2 separate regions of the Sus scrofa genome follow, and region 2 is linked to region 1. The links are chromatin contacts, called in public promoter capture Hi-C maps. All regions are on one chromosome and are shown on one strand. The core of a region is the stretch at or near the end of the contact, and the rest is flanking DNA. Distances in the headings are between cores, read along the strand shown. Region 1 holds the start of PIWIL2 (piwi like RNA-mediated gene silencing 2). Region 2 holds the start of SORBS3 (vinexin).

The links. Promoter capture Hi-C pulls out the DNA fragments that hold promoters and counts their contacts.
Region 2: a contact with region 1 is called in a promoter capture Hi-C map of liver, with 4 times the contacts expected there. The contact joins the promoter of SORBS3 here to the promoter of PIWIL2 in region 1. A contact is called at or near these places in 1 of 5 promoter capture datasets (liver), 1 of 47 Hi-C or Micro-C datasets (embryonic fibroblasts) and 1 of 2 datasets of contacts at active chromatin or transcription factors (alveolar macrophages).

What each region holds. Positions count from the first base shown.
Region 1 is chr14:6,560,027-6,567,738 of Sscrofa11.1, reverse strand. PIWIL2 (piwi like RNA-mediated gene silencing 2) reads right to left here and starts at 4,071. Exons shown (of 22, transcript NM_001194971.1): 1 at 3,880-4,071; 2 at 2,208-2,295; 3 at 1,925-2,063; 4 at 691-939. The coding sequence starts at 4,071.
Region 2 is chr14:6,800,861-6,807,738 of Sscrofa11.1, reverse strand. SORBS3 (vinexin) reads right to left here and starts at 4,795. Exons shown (of 26, transcript XM_021073000.1): 1 at 4,659-4,795. The coding sequence starts at 4,762.

The sequences.
Region 1 (7,712 bases), core at 2,822-5,321:
AGAAGGTAAATTCTTAGCAATCTCTAATTAGAGAAGCAAAGTCATCCTATGAGGCTGGCTCTCTAAGAACGATAAGAACTAGTTCTGTGGACGAACTGCTGGAATATTTGTCTTAGATCCTTTCTTTATCTTCAACATGACAACGAAGTATCTATGTCTGAGCTGAGAAGGGGATGTTTATTCTCTGATACACACTGTCACCATAAACTCCATTTCAGGAGTTCCCATGGTGGCTCAGTGGAAATGAGCCCAACAAGCATCCATGAGGATGCAGGTTCGTTCCCTGGCCTTGCTCAGTGGATTAAGGATCTGGCGTTGCCGTGAGCTGTGGTGTAGGTTGCAGACGCGGCTCAGATCCCATGTTGCTGTTGCTGTGGCTGTGGCATAGGCTAGCAGCTACAGCTTTGATTTGACCCCTAGCCGGGGAACCCCCATACGCTATGGGTGTGGCCCTAAAAAGTAAATAAACAAACAAATAAACAAACCCCACTTCACTTCATTAGGAATTGTCCCACCTCCCTGTTGTTCTCCCCACTTCCAAAAAAAGAAAAAAAAAAAAGAAAAAAACCCAACCCTGCAGTACCTACCATCCAGGGAGGACTTTAGACACAACAGAACAGAGTTGACAATACTATGAGAAAGCCTCTTCCACGTCAACATCAAGCAGGGAAGGCAGCACTCCTGACTTACTTTTCCTTGTGTTCTGCAGTCCCAAGTGGAGGGTGATCCAGAGAGTGCAGTGGTGCTGGAGGCAGGGGTGACGGAGATGACAGCTGGGCGGGATCCGGAGAAGTCAGGCCTGGAGCCTTGTACACTCCTCTACCAATAACACCTGTCAGGCTGGCAGCACTCAGAGGCTTGTATACTCCTCTGCCAATACCACGACCTGCTCTTCCCACAGGTAATAAAGATGCATCCAAATTCCCTCTTCCAAGCATTCTGAAATGTTGCAGAGGCAAGTCAGGACTTTCTTGATCACATTTCTATCTATGGCCCATCTAAATGAGTCCCCCAAATCTACATTCTCTCCCTGGAGGAGTCAGCAAAAAAGGGATTCTCTCCAAATCCGCTATGTCACATGACTCATTTATCAACTACTATCAATCTATCAATACTGACTTTCACAGCCAACTTCCACAGCAGAAACTGAGGTGGAAGTTTGACCCACCTGGCTTTAAAAAAAATACCATCAGGCTTTTTTTTGGGGGGAGGGGGGAGGCAAGCCCATGGCATGTGGAAGTTCCCAGGCCGGGGACTGAACCTGCACCACCACGGCTACCAGAGCCACAGCAGAGACAACACTAGATCCTTAACTAGCCAAGCCACCAGGGAACTCCAGGCTGACTTCTTAAAGAGGGCAAATGGAGTATGAACTATTCAGTAGAGAACTGTTGACCCTTGTCCAAAGACTAACTGGATTGGTACCTGCTGAATAGTCTTGAAACCCATTCTTTTCTTTTTTTTTTTGTCTTTTGCCTTTTCTTGAACTGCTCCCACGGCATATGGAGGTTCCCGGGTTAGGGGTCCAGTTGGAGCTGTAGCTGCTGGCCTACGCTAGAGCCACAGTAACGCCAGATCTGAGCCGCGTCTGCGACCCACACCACAGCTCACGGCAACGTTGGCCAGATCCTTAACCCACTGAGCAAGGGCAGGGATCGAACCCGCAACCTCATGGTTCCTAGTCAACGTTGGCCAGATCCTTAACCCACTGAGCAAGGGCAGGGATCAAACCCGCAACCTCATGGTTCCTAGTCGGATTTGTTAACCACTGCGCCACGACGGGAACTCCCTCTTGGAACCCGTTCTTAACATAAAACCATGCATCGTTTGTCTGTGAAGTAACATAATCCTCTTTAGAGTTTCTCTTTGGACTCAGATTTTTCACCCGAATTTGATGGCTATTCAAGAAGGCAACTTTACCCACCTATTCCAACCAAAAGAGGCCTCTGCCATCTTGCTATCCCCAGCTGCCAACACTGAAGGATCCAGAAGAGTGGGATGGGGTTCTTCTTTGTCCTTGCGTGCCACCCTGGTAGACAAGCCTCGACCTAAAATGCCTCTACCTAAACAAAAGCATCAAACCCTAGCTGTAACTATAAGCCGGACATTTTGCAAAGTATGTAATTTTTCTGAAGACATACTATATGAATTTAAGAACAAAGGCATCATACATACAACACATTTTCTTGAGATAGCTTTCTACATACCTAAAGGAGGCATTTCCTGTTTCAGAGAGGTCTGGGATGCTGTTTCAAGGCCCAGTCCTTGGAACATGGGGACCAAACCCACAGATTCCTACGGAAAATCAAAGAATAAAGTTACTGTAAGATGTAGTTTAAAAACTCCAGAAATACTGTTGGTTTTCTTAAAGTCTTGGTAAATAATAAAAATCATCCATCCACTTCAAATTCTATAAATGCTATGAGAACAAAGAATAAAAATATCTCATAAAAACTGTTTAAAATACTTAGAGTCTTTTAAAAAAACTTATAATTGGAGTTCCCACTGTGGTGCAACAGGTTAATGATCTGGCGTTGTCTCTGTGGCAGTGCGGGTTCAATCCTCAGCCTGGTACAGAGGGTTAAGGATCTGGTGCTGCCACAACCATGGCTCAGGTTTGATCCCTTGCCCAGTAATTTCCATAAGGCATAGGTGTAGCCAAAAAAGGAAAAATACAAAACATTTATAACTATGTCATATTAGGTTTTTAAGCATAAATATAGTCTATGATTCGATGTATAACAAAAGTCACAGAATCACCTTTTCAATTTTTCTAGTTAATTTCGTGTACACCTAAGGAAGTGGAACAAGCATACTGACTAACAAATCTCTCCAAAAAACAAATCATTTGCGTTTTTTTCAAACAACCTAAACAAAACTTGCTACTGTTTGCCTGCAGCAGCCTTGAAAGTTTACTATCATTACACCAATCACAGCTGCTACATATGGACTCAATCCATGTGAGTAAAAATACTAGAATACTGTCACCAATGTTTTTTACATAACATTACATTTATTTGACACTGTCAACATTACTAAAAATTGTCGTAACTGCATTATTAGGTCCTTTCTGTATTTGCTCTTTTTTCTTTGAGGTTTATTAATTATTGACAAATATCATTCTTAAAATTACTATATAATTAAGAGACTAAAAATGCACATCCATGCAAGTATAAATACAGCTGAAGCAATAGCTGAAGATCCTTTTGATTTGGGCAAAGAGGAGTTCCCGTTGTAACTCAGCAAGTTATAAACCCAACGAGTATCCATGAGGATGCAGATTTGATCCTTGACCTCCCTCAGTGGGTTAAAGATCCAGTGTTGCAGTGAGCTGTAGTGTAGGTGGCATAGGAGGCTCGGATCCTGCGTTGCTATGGCTGTGGTGTAGACTGGCAACTGCAGTTCCAATTCCACTCCTAGCCTGGGAAACACCATATGCCACAAGTGCAGCCTTAAAAAGACGGAGGAAAAAAATCTGAGCAAAGAACATCTGAAAGGAACCATTCTTAACTATGACCTCAGAGGTTAGAGTGGGTTGATAACACCTTAGAGTCAAGCCCAGAGTGGAAATCTAAACACACAATAAAAAGGAAAAGGTTGTATCTTTAAATCTATCATTTATTTATATATGTACTTACAATTATAGAAGCTGGAGGACTAAGGCATTTACCCAAGTCCATCTAGCATTCATTATGAGCAATTTTTCTAGACTTGCAACTCTAGAATTTGAAATATATGCCCAGAAGATGCACCTACGTGTTAAGGGGAAAAAAATAACCCTTGTTTTTGCATAGAGCTTCACAGTTTTCTAAGTACCTTGAAACCCACTATTTAACAATAAGCCATATGCTACTACTATCCATGCAGTCATGGTGTTACCCTTTGTGTTGGCCCACTCTGTGGGCTTGGCTCTTCTCCCATTCCAAATACATGGCCTCTGCCTGAAGGTCCTGCCCTACCCAGAGCTGAGTCCAAAGGTTTTGAAGCTTGTGGCCGAGAGCCTGGCATCCGCACAGAGCGAGATGGGTGCACAGGAGACAGGACCCTGGAGGGTGGTCGAACAGGATCCATTGAAAGGCTGCAGAGAACACAGGCATTAATCTGTTCTGGTTAATTACCAGCTAGCTGTTTGTAAAGTTTTAAAGATGGAGTTCCCATCGTGGTGCAGTGGTTAACAAATCCAACTAGGAACCATGAAGTTGTGGGTTCGATCCCTGGCCTTGCTCAGTCGGTTTAAGGATCGGCGTTGCCGTGAGCTGTGGTGTAGGTCACAGACAAGGCTCGGATCCCGCATTGCTGTGGCTCTGGTGTAGGCCAGCGGCTACAGCTCCGATTTGACCCCTAGCATGGAAACCTCCATATGCTGTGGGAAGCAGCCCTAGAAAAGGCAAAAAGACAAAAAATAAATAAACAAAGTTTTAAAGAGCCCTATGTTTCCTTCTCCTTCAACACAGACTCACAAAGCATTTAAAAAAAAAAAAAAAGGCGTTCACATTGTGGCTCAGTGGATTAAGAACCCAACACAGTGTCTGAGAGATGAGTTTGATCTCTGGCCTTGCTCAGTGTGTTAAAGATCCTGCACTGCTGCAAGCTGCAGCGTAGATTGAAGATGTGGCTTGGATCTTGTATTGCTGTGGCTGTGCTGCAGGCCGGCAGGTAAAGCTCCAATTTGACCCCTTGCCCAGGAAATTCTATATACCATGGGTGTGGCCCTAAAAAAAAAAAAAAAAAGCTACTTTGGATCAGATCAGTGATACAACCAGCCTCTTACATCATATTCACTTCGAAACCTTCTATTTAACCCAGATTATTCTATTCTAAACACTCTTCACCCACCAACAATCTCTTAAATTTACTTATATTTTTTTACCCAAACAGCCTCTCAGAGAACTCAGTCCTGTAAGTTAACCACCAGTTACAGAAGGGCATATATGGGCATGATTTTGCTTTATAAGCAAGTTTATCGGTAACATAACCATATCATAAAATTTTTCTGTCCATAAATATTTATGGGTTTTGCTTTGGTTTGGGCCTCTCTTCTACCAGAGTCTGAATTTTTCTTCCAGTCTATTTTTACATTAAACTACTCCATCTCCTCGATTCCTTAGTTGTTTCTCTAAAACTTTATCCAATTCCTTTCTATAAAACTCTTCTTTAAAACTCTACCAGGAGTTCCCGTCGTGGCGCAGTGGTTAACGAATCCGACTAGGAACCATGAGGTTGTGGGTTCGGTCCCTGCCCTTGCTCAGTGGGTTAACGATCCGGCGTTGCTGTGAACTGTGGTGTAGGTTGCAGACGCAGCTGGGATCCCGCGTTGCTGTGGCTCTGGTGTAGACCGGTGGCTACAGCTCCGATTGGACCCCTAGCCTGGGAACCTCCATATGCCGCGGGAGCGGCCCAAGAAATAGCAACAACAACAACAAAAGACAAAAGACAAAAGACAAAAAAACAAAACAAAAAAAAAAAACTCTACCAAAACTGAGGTCTCCAGGGTACAAAGCCTTTTTGGTTTGAGCCTATGATTCCTGGTGAGTCTGACAGGTGACATTTAACACCTTTCCCCCCCAAGGTAACCAGGGATGCTGCTCTTCCCACCCCTCAAATCTCAGATCCACCAAGCCTCTTCAAAACCACTTTCTATGAGTTCCTGTCATGGCTCAGCGGAAACAAATCCGACTAGGAACCATGAGTTGCAGGTTCGATCCCTGGGCTCACTCAGTGGGTTAATGGATCCAGTGTTGCCGTGAGCTGTGGTGGAGGATGCAGACACGGCTTGGACCTGATGTTGCTGTGGCTGTGGCCTAGGTGAGCCACTGTAGCTCCGTATGGACCCCTAGCCTTGGAACCTCCATATGCTGTGGGTACGGCCCTAAAAAGCAAAACAAACAAACAACCCACACTTTATAATCTATAGACTTTAGCACTCCTTCTTTCAGGGACGCCCTTCATTGCCCCCACTCACCCCCGATCCCTGAAGAATCTTTAACTGACAAGCCTCTTCACAGCTTTTGTAAGCCTGTCTTAAACACTAGCTTCAGAGAAATCAGGCCATGCAGGGGAAAAAAAACAAAAAAACAAAAAAACAAAAAAAAAAAAAAACTGACATAAAATTCCTAAATCTATACTACAGGCAGAGTTCAGGATCTGGCAAAAACTTTTTAAATAAACTACTGTCTTTTACGCTAAAACAGGAAGACGTGCCTCCCTTCCTCAAAGACAATTCTCCCCTTTAATTGCTTAAATCTCCTTTTCAGTTAGCCTAGACTTTTCGTTCACACCTTCCCAACACCACTGGAAGAGCCTAACTGGTACAAACTGAGAAGCACTATAACACCTACTAATTACAAGATTTCTGGAACCTTCTTTCTCCACCCCTCTGGCACCTCCACCATCCCTTCTAGAGATTCAGGCACCTCTTCCAGAAGGTTCTCCCTTAACGTGGATTTTTCTCCTTGCATCAGTTAGCAGATAGTTAGCGACTACACAAGCCAACCAAGAAGAGTCTCAGGACCAGTGCGGCCTACTCTTCTCCCTCCTCCAGGTGTGAGCTGCGGGCCTGAGCCTGTGGGGCTCAAGCACATCCTCTGCTCCTTTGACTCCGGACCAAGTGCATGCCCTGAACCAGACTCCGCCCACCATTTCTATCCAATGGTCCTGCCCACCTGTCTGTCCAAGTAACGCTCACGCTCACGCCCACTCTCCCCCAAACCTACGAGCAGCCTCCCTCCTTCAGCCACCACCATTCCACCTTCTGGAGGTTCGATGTTCCTCCTACACACCTGGCCTCGTAGAACGACTTCCCGCCCTCAGCCCAGGCCCCATCCCGGGACCTACAGTCCTCGCGCTTCCCAGGAGAGAGGGGAGAGGTCAGGGGAGGGTTCCAGCAGGCGCGAGGGACTCCGGCTCACGAGCATGAGCTGGAACAATTGCGCACCTGGCCTGTGGCCTCCCTGGCCTTCCACACCCGCACCCTTTTCCTCACCAGCACTCCAAAGCTCGCGCAGCTCCGCGGAGGGCTCAAGAAAACGCTGCGCTCAAGGGTCGCACCACACCACGCGCCCACAGACTCAGACTCCCAAGTTCCGGTCCTCTCGCGGGGCCTCAGGGAGTAAACCCATTGGCCAAACGATATGTCACTCACAAGAGTCAGCCGTCTCATTGGCTCTTCTGCACAGAGCACCTCCTTCTCCCTCTCTAGCGGATTCATCCTCGACGTTCCCTACAAAGGGGTGCTGATAGTTGGAGCCCGGAAGTAAAAAGCGTTAAAATCGTTAAAATCCGTTACATTCTGGACTCCCCATCATGCCTCAGTACTAATGAGCCCAAACCAACCAGGAACCATGAGAATGCGGGTTCGATCCCTGGCCTCGCTCAGTGGGTTAAGGATCCAGTGTTGCCACACGCAGTAGTGTAGGTGGCAGATATGGCTGGAATCTGGCTTTACTGGGGCTGTGGAGTTGGCTGGCAGCTGCAGCTCTGATTTGATCCCTAGCCAGGGAACTTCCAAATACCAGAACTTGTGCCATAAAAATAAACGGAAAAATTTTTTTTTTTTTTTTAACATTTGTTATATTTTGGAATTCCCCTCGTGGAGCAGTGGTTAACGAATCTGACTAGGGGCCATGAGGTTGCAGATTCGATCCCTGGCCTTGCTCAGTGGGTTAGGGATCTGCCCGTTGCTGTGAACTGTGGTGTAGGTTGCAGATGCGGCT
Region 2 (6,878 bases), core at 3,546-6,045, 240 kb before region 1:
GCAGCTGGCAGAGGAGGCCTGGGCACTGGGACTTTGTTTCAGTTCCCTCTGCCTCCCCAAGCCCCACGTGAGCATCTGCTTGCCAGCGGGCACAAGGGGTGGCTCAGGCTCAGGCTGGGGGCGAGGCCCTGGGCAACAGCAAGCCCGCCCGCCCACTGTCCCACAGGGCCAAGGTTCCTGAGAGAGGGGAGAGCGTGAAGGCATTTCCAGGCCCCAGGGACCCTCCTGAGCTCAAAGGAGGATCGGCTTCCTTCTTTGGACTTTTTGCCCAGACTGAAGCCTCAGAGGGCTCTGAGTGCCAGTAAGGGCTGGGGGTGGAGAGTCAAGCAGTGGGTGAGTACAAAGTTAGACATGCTTCTGGGGAGGTAGTGCTGAGGGCCGTGCACACACACACACGCACGCAGTGCACACTCGTTTTCTCCTACACCTCCAGGCTGGGTTTTGGTTTTGTTTTGTTTTGTTTTTCTTCCAAGGGCTGCATCCATGGCATATGGAAGTTCCTAGGCTAGGGGTCAAATCGGAGCTACAGCTGCCAGCCTACACCACAGCCACAGCCACGCCAGACCCAAGCCAATTCTGTGACCTACACCACAGCTCACGGCAACACCAAATCCTTACAGATCCTTAACCCATTGAACAAGGCCAGGGATCGAACCCGCATCCTCATGGATACTGGTTGGGTTTGTTCACTGAGCCAGGACAGCACCTCCATCCAGTCTGATTTTTGAACCGAGGGTCTTTCTGGGAGCACTATGCCTGACCGGCCAGCTGGGTCAGAGGGGAGGGCAGGGTCAGAGGAGAGGGCTCCCTGCATCCGGGAGGCAGTGGGACTGTCCAACAGGGCTCTTCTACCAGAGAGCTGCGCTGCCCAGCCCATCCTGCCTCACCTGTCCGGTTGGACAGGGCCAGAAGCTGAGCCAACATCTGCCACACTTTGGTGCTGGACCAATGCTGACATTTTTGTTCAGCTAAGGCTTGCGTGTGCCTGTGGGGCTGGGGGCTCACGGGAGGGCTTCAAGGGCCTTGTAGGTGCTGTGTGCCTAGTAGAGTGTAAGCACAGAGCTGCAGATGTGACTTAGGGGAGCGTACCACGGGGTGGGGTCATGCAAGCAGCATGGGGGGTGTGAGTACAGAAAGGTATCAGCTGAATAGCAGGTGCGAGGTGTGCACTGGGGGGGTCATACGAACAGCATGGGAGAGACCAGAGGGGATGAAGGCTCAATGGGATCTCTGATTACTGCTGTACCCAGGTTTTGCTCAAGCCACGGGGGGCTGGAGCGTACGCACTGAGCTGGGGGCAGCTCCCTGACTCTGGTCTGAGAGAAGATTCCTTCTAACATTCAAAAAGACCTAGTGGGGACCCAGCTTTTCTGTCGCCACCCCTGCTGTGGGGGGAGTGGAGGGCTGAGGCTGGAGGAGGGGCTGCTCACCAGCTGGATCCAATTAGGACTCCTACCAAAAGCAAAACATGCAGACACACCCCAGTTCCTGCTGCTCTCCCTTCCTTTGCAGGGGAAATTGAGGCAGGGGAGAGAGAGCCATCCAGAGGGTAGGGCAGGCTGGTTCCTAGCAGCAACCCCTCCCAAGCCAGCTGACCACTGGAGGCCAAACTGCAAGGTCAGCTTGGGCAGGCCATCAGCTGACCCCACCTCCTCCCCTCTCCCTGGGGCTCACCCTGCTGTGCTGAGAACTGCCCTCTAGTAGGAAAGGGCAGGCAGGAGGTCTTGCCCACACCACCCGATTTTTCAGGGGCTGCTGATTCTGAGTGGCCCAGCCTGACCCTTCCCAATGCACCCCGCCTCCCCAGGATATGCAGGGGTGGGAGGGGAAGGGTGGACTGAGTGTTCCTTCTGACTGCTGTACCAGGAGACGGTAAGAACACCTCATAGGGAGGATGGAGGTGAGGTGTGTGTGTGTGGGGGGGGGGCAATGGGTCTCCCAGCTAGCAGAAGATAGGGGGTGCCAGGAAATTCCTGGGGTCCCTGCAGAATATTCAGGCAGCCCTTCACCCCCGCAGCCAGCTCCCATGGGCTAGAGAAGGCAAAGTCACCCTGCTATAGTTGGCAGATTCCTACTTCCTTCTAAGTACTGCCCTGACCTTGGGGGCTTGGGGTAGGCGCATTCCAGGGTATTTTCCAGCTACAAGTCCATGTGGGCAGGAATAGGTTTTCTCGATTTTCACCTTAACTGGATTGAGGGGGGCATCTCACCTCTTTCCTCCCCAGAGTTTGGGACAGGACCCCAGGGGGAGGGGCTCCCTGCCTTCCCCTGGTGTTGGGCGCCGGCCCTTCCCCGACAGCGGCCCCGCACTCCACCCCGCCTCCTCTCCGCAGCCTCTCCTTCCCGGCACCTACCTTCCCAGGCGAGCAGGTGGCGGGGACTGAGGACGCCCGGGAGGGCAAGAGCATCTCTGCGCGGCTCCTGCCTGGCGCGGCCACAGCGGACCCTCGGGGAGGGCGGGCAGGGAGAAGTCCGAGTCGTGCCGTTCGCCCTCGTGACCGGGTCAGGACTGGCTCCGTTAGGCTGCGCGCCCAAGAAGGAAGAGGGGGATCCACGGGGCGGGAGCTGGGGCTTAGGCGCGCGCGGGGAGGAAGGACCGTGAGAGGCGCCCTGGCTGGCGGGCGGCGGAGTGTGTCTCGCTGCGATCGCACCGCGGGCCGGGCTGGAGTGGAGGGCGGGGGCTCGGGCCCGCCGGCCGGGGGCGTGCGAGTGCCCCCCGTCAGGGCGCGGGGACACCGAGGACCTTGCCGGGGCCGGGCTGGTCGCGAGGCGGCGCCGGGAGGGACCGCCCAGTGTCCCCGGGGAGCCCGCTCCGCTTTCCCAGCTGCTTCCCCTGGCCCCCACCGCAGGACTGGCGTCGGGCGGGGGCCGGCAAGCTCCACTCAGAGTTTCCAGCGACATTTCCAGCGGGTGGGAAGGGAGCCGCTGCACGCCGGAGCCAGGACAGAGGGCAGGAATGATTAAAGAACCCGGGCCCAGCCAGCAACTGATACGGACTGGCGGCCTCGGAGACGGGACCGGGATGCAGACAGGCTGTGGCCGAGATAAGGGCGCCGCACTGGCAGAGCGGCCTAGCGGGCCGAGTTAAGGCCCCGCCGCCTCCCTCCCCACTTCGGGAGAGAGTTTGTTCTTGAGTGAGCGCGCGTCCAGGCGGGTGCAAACAACACACGTGCGCGTGCACAGGCAACGGGCGGATGCTCACACACGTGCAAGCCTCCGCGGGAGGGCAGCCGCTGGAGGAAATCGGCCTAAGGGAGCGGCCCCCTGGGCCTGCCGCGCCCCTGAAGAGGATAAGGGCGGGGTCCTTTTGGCGGGGATGGGGTTACCAGGGTCTTGGTGTTCCCATACACCGTATTGTTTTGATCTTGCTGCTTTTCCGCTGTTCCCCCTGCTCTGACACCGGTCCCAAGAGCCCGCGTGCCCATGGGAACCCGACCTCTCTGACCATCCCCTCTTCTCGCCTAAGCTCTGTGCCCACATAGGACTCGTAATAGTGAGGGCACTTATGGAGTGTTTATGGCCAGTAGAGAGATTCTGGGGTACTTCTTAGTCCTTGGCTTGGCTCTGGGACCCCAAGCCCCAAACCAAGCAGACAGCCAATAATTTTTGGGCAATTTGTGATTTCTTTTGGTAGTGGTCAATTATAAATTATGAAAATAGAAAACATTTATTGCATATCTACTGGGTGTAAGATTGGTATCTCTAGGCCACTATGTACTTCAGAGTATTTTCCGAGCTCATCTTCCAACTCACAAGTTGAGAAGGAAGAAAGAGGAGAAGGATTAAATTGTATTTAAAAGTCTTGGGAGTTCCCGTTGTGGTTCAGTGGCTAGCAAACCCGACTAGCATCCATAAGGACATGAGCTGGATCCCTGGCCTCGCTCAGTGGGTTAAGGATCTGGCGTTGCTGTGAGCTGTGGTGTAGGTCGCATAAGCAGCTTGGATTGCGTGTTGCTGTGGCTCTGGCGTAGGCCAGTGGCTTCAGCTGCGATTGGACCCCTAGCCTGGGAATGTCCATATGCTGCGGGTACAGCCCTAAAAAACAAAATAAAAATAATTAAAAAACAATTTTTTTTTTTTTTAATTCCCTGCCATCACTGACACTATCGGCTACATCTTTTCCCACTTCAGTTAAAAGTGCTATTGGCGTTCAGGTGAACCAAGTGGAAACGATCTCACATGGGAACAGCAGAAGAAGAGGCTTAGGTTGAGAAGGCTGAGAGAGAGGCATGCCCCTAGCTTCCAGTGTCTGCACAGTGCCGCGTGGAACAGAATGGCTGCACTAGCAGAAGTGGCACCACTGAGTGCACGTAGCCCCTCCCCATGGACAGCATCAGAAGATGGGGAGTTCCCATCTTGGCTTGGTGGTTAACGAACACGACTAGTATCCATGAAGACTTGGGTTTGATCCCTGGCAGCCCCCTCAGTGGGTTAAGGACCTGAGTTGCTGTGAGCTGTGGTGTACGTCACAGACGTGGCTCAGATCTGGCCTTGCTGTGGCTGTGCCTTAGGCAGGCAGCTGCAGCTCCAATTCTACCCCTAACCTGGGAACCTCCAGAGGTCACCATCCCTTATGTATCACCCTCTTCCCTCCCTCAGGGAAAAATGTGTGCCTGTTTCCCTCGTTACCAACTTTTTGTTTGTTTGTTTTTTCCCACCTGTCAGCATCCTGTTGATTAAGGACCACATCTCTTTCATGCTCTTCCTTGTTCTCCAAAGATGGTGAAGCCGATGTTCTTCCAACTCCAAGAATCCTGGCCATACCCTCTCTCACCAGCAGCGAGCTTCTCTTATTCTCTAGGGCTCTGACCTGGACTCCAAGATAAATATTTAATGTAGAGGGTGCAGCTGAGCCGACAAAGGTCCCAACTTCCTGTTTCTCACAAGAGGAGGTGGCAGCCACGGGCAAGGAGCTGGGGACTGGCTAGCAGCCTCATCTCTATGGGAATGGGGAATCCGGTAAACAGCTTTGTAGGAGGGGGCAGGGAAGGCCCAGCTGGAGACTTGAGCCTTCCTCCTGAGCTGCTTTGACTTCTGCCTGTCTGCTTATGTCCTGCTGGGTTGATCTCCTCTCTCAGGTCAGAACCTGCTTTGCCCTGGCACCAGTGGCAATAGCTCTCTCTCCCAGAGTCAGAAGCAGCAATGTGTTTGGGAGGAGCTGTGGCAGGATCCCTCCAACATGTTCCCTGGTGCCCATCCAGCTCACAGAAGACAGGATGGGAGCATAGAGCATAAGGAACCTGGACTGATTCCTCCCTTTCTGCCCATATTTAGGGAGAAGAATCCTACCCCTTTGAAAAATGAGAGATTAAAGGGAAAAAGTACTGAAGTCTGGAGATTCCGCCAAAACCCAGGTGTCTGATTTCTCCCTCCAGCCTCAGCTCTATCTGCTGCTGGCCTGACCCCGCAGATAGCTGGCATGGCTCAGGGAGAAGCTGAGGATAGGGAAGGCTGTCTTGGGTGACCTAGCTGTTGTCAACCCAGCAGATTCCTTTTATCCCAAGGCACTATCTCCTCCCTTATCATCTAACAGGGACCTCCCTCCCTGTGACTCTTCCCCATCTCTGGCATGGCCTTTTGTCAGGGGGCAGCCTCTGCCTTCTCAGAGCCACCTGAGCCATAGTAAACACTGTTACATAACTGCTCTGTTTTCCCTGGCTATCTGATCCCAGTTGGCAGTGTGCCCCACCCCCACCCTGCTCCTTGAGGCCACCTCCTTTCGTTCCCTGGATTATCCCCCAATGGCCCCCTTGTCAACAGAGGTCTGTCCACGCCCACCAGACTAAGGGATGATTACCCAAGAGCCTACCAATAGATGCTGTGGCTCTTCACACAGAGGGGGAGGGGAACTCAGGTCACTCTGAACCCAGCTTCTGTCACCAAGAGGAAGGATGAATGGAAAGAGCACTTAAGTAGCTGTTTATTGTAAGTGAGAATTCAGTGTTCTCCAGCAGGAAAAAGGAAGCCAGGGATCCCAGAAGACATGAACCTGAACTCTCAGTTCTTGAGGAGTATCTGTGTCCAGTACTGGGAGTCTGGTATTCAAATGTCACTCAGTCCACCCAGAGCAGCCAAGGAGCTCCCCGAGTCTGTGCTTCAGCACAACACCCTTGCTCCCCCCCACATTAGACAAAGGAAGGGCAGCTGCTGATCCCTCTCTTCTCCATAGGAAGGAACTCTGGTATATTCTTTACTTGGGCTCTCAACAGGTTTTTAATTTGTGCTCTCGGAAGTGTTTTCTTCCCACCAAGGAAACTGAGCAAGCAGATGGAGTGGATTAGCAAAGAAAGCACTGTCCCTTCTGAGGAGCTGGACTTCTCTAGAAGGGAAGACCACAGTAATTCTAAAGCGAGGAACTGAAACCAAGGCACATCAAGACATGAGCACAATTCTGGACTGTTTCGTCCCCTGGGCTCTGTCCCCTTCTCCTGATTCTAGCTCTTGCTAAGGTCGCCAGCCAATTCTACTAAAAGTCCTCATCAGGCCAAATACTCATGGGAACAGGAGTGGGAGAAGGGGAACATAAGTGACTCACTGGGACACTTGGAAGACCCTCGGCTTAATCCAAGTGTTTTGGTTCAGTTGCTGTAAAGTCAGGGATCTCTGTGAGTGAAAAAAGAAACCCATTACAGGTCAAGTGCGGCCAGTGTTGGGACCTGGCAGCCAGGGCGAGTGGATCCCCATGGGATAGAGAGTGAGGGGTTCAGGCCTGGCTGACACAGATATTTCCATAGCACACATGTGACGTAAGTCAAGGTTCTGAGAGTCAAGCACATCCAAACCCGGGAGGCTGGGAGAGAGCTCAGCCTTCTGTCCATCCAATTACTAGTCTGTCTTCGGGGAGGCCTTTCCACTGACATCATGCCAACGACTGTTCT